Regions from separate parts of the Hordeum vulgare genome. Here region 2 is linked to region 1. The links are chromatin contacts, called in public Hi-C maps. All regions are on one chromosome and are shown on one strand. The core of a region is the stretch at or near the end of the contact, and the rest is flanking DNA. Distances in the headings are between cores, read along the strand shown. Region 1 holds the start of LOC123410215 (benzyl alcohol O-benzoyltransferase-like). Region 2 holds the start of LOC123433416 (NAD-dependent malic enzyme 59 kDa isoform, mitochondrial).

Region 1 (3,018 bases), core at 241-2,740:
TGGGGATCACGATGCCGTCCTCGCCCTTGGCGTTTTTGAACGGGATCAGGAAACTGGCCACCCCGGGGATGGCGCCCACGCCGCCCTTGGCCGGCCCGCCGTACACCGGCCTGCCCCACCCGAAGTCCAGGTCGCCGAACCCGGCCTTGGTCACGTCGGAGGCCAGGTACGCGCGCACCACCGTGAAGTGCGGCCGCTCGCGCTGCACCATCAGGTCCGCCACCGACCGCATGTACTCCACGTTCACCTCCGACTTGGCCTCCTTCACCAGCTTCACGGCGTAGCTCAGCGGGTTCGCGCACAGGTCGCCGGAGGCCGACACGGCCACCGGGAAAGCGAACGCGTTCCCGTAGTAGCCGGTCGGGATGGCGCTCGCGCCGCCCTGCTTGCCGCCGCGGGCGTTGACGATGCAGATCATCCGCATCACCTCGTCGGCGTCGGGGGCCAGCGCCACGGTGCGGCACTTCCACAGACTACCAGTGAGGACCTCGAACGTGGTGGCCCGCTTCCGGAGGCCCGGCGCCAGGTGGGACCGGATGGCGGCCACCTCCTTGGCCCCGAAGAAGAAGGAGCGGTGCGCCATGTCGTCGAGCGGCACGATGGTGCCCTTGGTGTCCGGCACCTCGTCGTACTCCCGGTGCGCGAACCCAGGGCACGGCGGGTTCCGCGCCTCCAGCAGCTCCCGATCCCACACAGGCCGCACCGACGGCGCCGCCGCGCCTCGCGCCAGCTCCGCCACGCCGGCCAGGAACTGCACCAGCCCCTGCGCGTCCGACATCGTGTGCATAAGCCGCACCGCCAGGATGAAGCCTCCACACGCCAGCCGTGTCACCTGAACGTACGAACAACGGTCAGCCATGCCCATGCATCGATCACGCTCGCACGTGCACAGAAACATGCCTTCGTGTTTCAGTTCCACGAAAGGAAGGCAAAGTTACCTGGAAGAGGAGGAGCGGGGTGCCGAGGACTTCGGACGAGCCGGGGACGTCGAAGACGAGCTCCTCGAGTCCCGGGAAGGGCGGCTGCAGAGCGTCGCCGAAGTGCTCCAGACGCACGTTGGCGTCGGCCTCGATGAACAGCACGCCCTCGCCGGTGCAGTCGACGGCGAGCTTGCGACCCTCAAGCTCCCTCAGCCGGCCGGCGAACGGGTAGTAGTGCACGAGCGCCCTGGCCACGGCGTCCCGGACCACCGCCGCGGGGTCCTTGCCGCCCATGGACGCGTCGCGCCGGTAGAACTGGATTACCGGGATGTGGAACCGCAGGCCGTCCTGGTCGTCTATGTCCGAGAGACGCTTCAGCTCCCGTGGCGTCGGCCCCGCCGGCGTCACCAGCTCCGCCGCCTTCCTCCTCACCGTGAACCTCAACGACGCCGCTGTGCTCGCCATTAACACTGCCTCACGATGATTCTCAACTAGTTCTGGAGAAGGAGGACGAGAGAAGGTGATCAATGGTGCGTGCGGCGAGCTGGTGTGTTTGCTGCTGCTGCTGCTAGGTTTGTGGAGAAAGAGTGGCATTAGCACGGGTATATATGCACGCGCGGCTACACAGTGAGAGTGACAGCGACCTTGAGATATACTCCTACTATGTGTGAGCAACTGGGTCGAAATTAGGGAGCAGTTTACTGACGCTCTATTCTTTTTGTTGCCAATAATAATTCTGTGTGGACGGGCAACGGGGACTGACTTGACCAGGGCCAACACGATGGGTCGGATGGTGCGAGGGTTTGAGCTCAGGTGAGGAGCCGTGAATTCGTGATCCATGTGTGTGGTAGCGAGACTCCAGGCTACAGCAGGTCCGTTTGTTTGGAAATTGGATGGCTCACATCGTGAGACAGAGATGGGAGAGAGATAGATGTACTTCTTCCACACTTCTTCAGCTTTGCGATTGTGTAGCGTAGACATACCTGGCCATGGCCCATGGGATATCCAGCCCGGCCGGCCCCACCCAACCTGACCGGGAAAAGTTGACCCGACCCGATCTGATCTTACCCATGGGCTGGGCATGGGCCTGAGAACTAGACCCGACAACCAGGCCAGGCCAGGCTTGGACATGACATTTTGGTAATTTAGCGAAGGGCCCGGCCCGAGGCCCGACGGAATTTTCCTCTCATGGACCGGGCTTGGGCCTCAAATTCTGGCCCGACGGGATTTTCCTCTCACGGGATGGGCTTGGGCCTCAAATTCTGGCCCAACGGGCGTGCCAGGCTGGGCTCGGTCCTGCGTTTTTTGTCACGGGCTTTGTCAGCCCCGGACCGAAGCCCGGCGAGGCCCGAGGTATGGCCAGGTATAAGTATAGTACATCTTGCGTATTTTTGTATGATTTTCGTGATGGTCGTGCAGTGTAGCACATATTTTCATGTGATTAGAACGGAGTTATGTTTCTACATTTTTTTAGCACGAACTATTTGTGAGTTGTGTGAATTTCAAACTCCTCTAAGTTCATTTCAGAGAGAATACAATGCAGATCAGGGCCAATACGGGGACTTGACGAGGAGCGTAACCTTGATGAAACCGAGTTAAGACCTCGTTTGAGATGTGAACAACGTTGTGAGCAATAGCAAGCTCCGACATCCTCGGTGGAGGCAAGGAAGCGGGTTGATTGGTACGCGTGAGGGTGTGCTAGCTCGTCAAAGAAATGGGATGGTCATAAAGGTTTAGGGTGATGGTCGAGAGAGGCGGCAACACAATGGTGACCCGTGGTGACGGAAGGACGGCGAGGGACGTCAGCCACGAGCAACACCGGTTGTGAGTCGTGGGAGCAGGCGGTCGTCCGATTGTCATGAGAGAGTAAGAGAAAGGAGGTTTGAGGAAGTGCATATATGGATTGCCTAGCCCACTTCATCAGTTCAGATGTATAGCTACGTTGACTAATACATAAAGCTTAACATGATATCAAAGTTTAATGACGTGAGTTCAAGTCCTAACTTTCATAATTTATTCATAAAAATGTTCGTTGCATTGACTAGGTTTGATTATGTTGACTAATGAATGAAGCATGATATGACATCAGATCCTAACA
Region 2 (3,018 bases), core at 361-2,860, 180 kb before region 1:
TTTGTTCCCACGTCAAGCATTATTGGGAGAACCTGCAAGGAGAATGGACAAATATAAAAAGGGGGGGTGCCATTAACTGATGTTCTTTCTATGTTCCAAAAAAGTAGCAAATCACATACCTTCTGTGGGTTGATACCAGCAGCTGCAACATAAACATCAAGTTTACCAATAGGTATGCCTATGCCCTGAACTCCAAGATCACCTAAACCTAGAATGCGACTCCCATCAGTCACAACTATCATGTCAACCTGAAATAAGCAACGAAGAAAGTTCAGTACAGGTACATAACTCTGGAAACCCACTAATATTATTGTGTAGCAATTCAGATGGATATAGCTACAGACTGGCTTTTAAAAAAGGGTAAACAACTAGAGAACAAATTAGTGTTCCATTGATATTGATAGGACGCCAGCTAAAATTTCCATATTGATATTATACTGCATTCATAAAACCGCTACCTGGAATAACCTGAACCTCCTGTGTCCAACTACATTGGTAGCAAAAAATATATAAATCAAGTTCCCGAAATAGTCAAGTGTACCTTCTCTGCTGGCCAGTTGTAAATCATCGACATCATCTCCCCTTTATCCTTTGCACTGAAGTACATCCCGCGGGGACGCCTGAACAGCCCGCTGTAGTTTTCGCAGACCAAGCCCACAGTAGGGGTGTATATGATGGGCGCAAAATCCTTGATGTTGTCAATTAGCACCTGCAGCAGAAACAGACCATAGCACCACACACACACACACACATCAAACACCTCCTTGCGGTGACTAAAAAGACACGCGCATGCCAACCAATGGGAAGTGTGACAGTGGGAGTTCACCCTGTAGTACAACGTCTCGTTCCGGTCGTGCAGCCTGTTAAGGATCCTCCACTTGGCCAGCGAGACCACGGAATCGGGCTCCCCCTGCGTGTTGTGCTCCAGCGAATGGTACGAGTTTACTGCGACACGGAGCGCTCGCGACATTAGCGACCAAAAAGATAGGCGTGATCTCGGGAGGGATACATACGGCCGGTGGGGCTAGCGTGAACAATACAATGACGCGACAGTGCGAGTGAGGGTGTGGGGGCTAGACGACTCACTGAAGCGCTCGTACTGCTGCTCGAAGGACATGACCCGCGGCGGGAGCAGGCCCCGGAGGCCGAGGCGGTCGCGCTCCGTGAGGGGGAACGCCGTGTCCTGCGCGAAACGAAAATCGAAGTGAAATCGGAAACCGCCAAGGCGCGCGCGGATGGCGGGATCGAGGGAGGGGCGGCGAGGCGGGGCGGGGCGGGGGCGGGTACCTTGTTGTACCAGGGGTCGTGGAGGATGTCGGTGCCGCGCTTGTGCACGATGCAGGGGCCGCGCACGGCGGCGCCGGCGCCCGCCGAGGGGGCGGACGTGGACAGGAGCCGCCGGATCTGCGCCGACCGCCGGGCCGCCGCATGGCGCCACATCACGTACGCTGGGTCAGCCGCGGCGCCGCTCGCGGTCCGTCGGTCGGTACGGTGATCGGGGCGGGGAGAAGACTGTGTTGGTGGTGCGTGAGGTGAGACCGAGCTTCTCGGAGGCGAAGCGAGAAAGAGAGAGAGAGAGAGGGAGATTTCAAGGGGAGTGGAATGCGTCGTCGCCGCGTGGTGCGGGCACTCGCGGTGAGGACACAGGACAGGAGGGCCCGGGTGCGACGTGCGATGCCGCGCCAGCTGGTCGTGCTGGCTGGCTTTGCTGCTACGGGGGCGGTGAGGGTCGCGCGCGGAGCAGCGGACGCGGGGCGGGACGCGGCTCTACTAGTGAAGGCGCTGTCGCGACTTTCGGGCAACGAGAAGAGGAATTTGCTGAGCACACGCGGTGGCGGTGCGGATCTCTCTCCTTTGCGCCTGCCTCATGTCAACTTTATTTTTCTCTGCGGGGGCGGGGATGCTTGATGTCAACCGGGGTGGTGCGAATGTGCATGTCGAGCGCCGCAGCTTTGCTATAGTTGCGACGGATTTAGGCCAGCGAACCCACGGACGCTTTGCACGCGCACGCTATTCTGCTTTGCATGCACGCGCACACGCAAATGTGCGACGTGTTACGCCGATGTTTGTATAATTGTACTGTAGTATTTGGGTAAGAAGAAACAACCAAAGACGTGTTTGCGCCAGACTACTAGGGCGAGGAGAATGGGTGGTCGGAGCGGCTGCGTGCCGGGCTGACACGAATCAGATGCGTTTGCGAGAAACTGTTCGGAACCGTTCGCGCGCCGATTCGGAAAGGCCCCGCCGACCCGACCCCAAATCTGCGCTAGTAGCGCCTAGAACTGCGCTTTCAGCCCTTCTTTCTTTTTTTTGTCCTCGGACTCTCAGTGTTGCTAAATTTCGTGTTTTGATTGTTTTTGCCGAAGTAAATTAAAATCAGGCTTTACTCCTAAATCCTCATCAGGAACATAATTCTCATCTTCATCATATTTGTCAAATTCCTCGTCGGGCAACTTGGTCTTACGAATGTAACTGTGCAACGACATACAAGCAATAATAATCTTTTTTGCCTACGAGAGTTGAAATTGGGTACCCTTCAAGATGCCCCATTTAGCTTCGAGCACTCCAAATGATCGTTCAACAACATTTCTAAGTGAAGAATGCGCATGATTATACACCTCATATTTTTTCACCGGTTTTCTTTCATTATGAAATTCTGGGACATGGTGTATTTGACCTTTATAAGGAGCAAGATATCCTCCATGGTTTGGATTTCCGGAATCGACGAAGTAATATTTTCCTATAAAAAGAGAACCAACATTGTTCTGCATGGTTGTTGAGAAGCAAGTAAAGGCAGGTATGTAATGCTCAACAATAAATATTAGTACCTCATAGGAGTGTAGGAAACCTATGTGCATACCTGACCAAGCTATCATTTAAGATTCTTGTGGCATGTGCTGAACCGGGCCAACCAGCAATAACAAAAGAAACTAAGATTGCAATCTGGATATTGCGAATATAAAAGGAAATATTTATTGATGAAAGTGGGGTTCTGTGACGCCTTTGTCTGGTCGTGGA

Evidence for each region. A called contact is a pair of places that touch in the nucleus more often than the background predicts.
Region 2: a contact with region 1 is called in a Hi-C map of seedling, with 6 times the contacts expected there. The contact joins the promoter of LOC123433416 here to the promoter of LOC123410215 in region 1. A contact is called at or near these places in 3 of 6 Hi-C or Micro-C datasets (leaf and seedling) and 1 of 1 datasets of contacts at active chromatin or transcription factors (embryo).

The regions. Positions count from the first base shown.
Region 1 is chr1H:315,975,291-315,978,308 of MorexV3_pseudomolecules_assembly, reverse strand. LOC123410215 (benzyl alcohol O-benzoyltransferase-like) reads right to left here and starts at 1,490. Exons shown (of 2, transcript XM_045103124.1): 1 at 939-1,490; 2 at 1-832. The coding sequence starts at 1,385.
Region 2 is chr1H:316,151,750-316,154,767 of MorexV3_pseudomolecules_assembly, reverse strand. LOC123433416 (NAD-dependent malic enzyme 59 kDa isoform, mitochondrial) reads right to left here and starts at 1,610. Exons shown (of 19, transcript XM_045115454.1): 1 at 1,288-1,610; 2 at 1,087-1,183; 3 at 827-945; 4 at 542-709; 5 at 120-248; 6 at 1-32. The coding sequence starts at 1,440.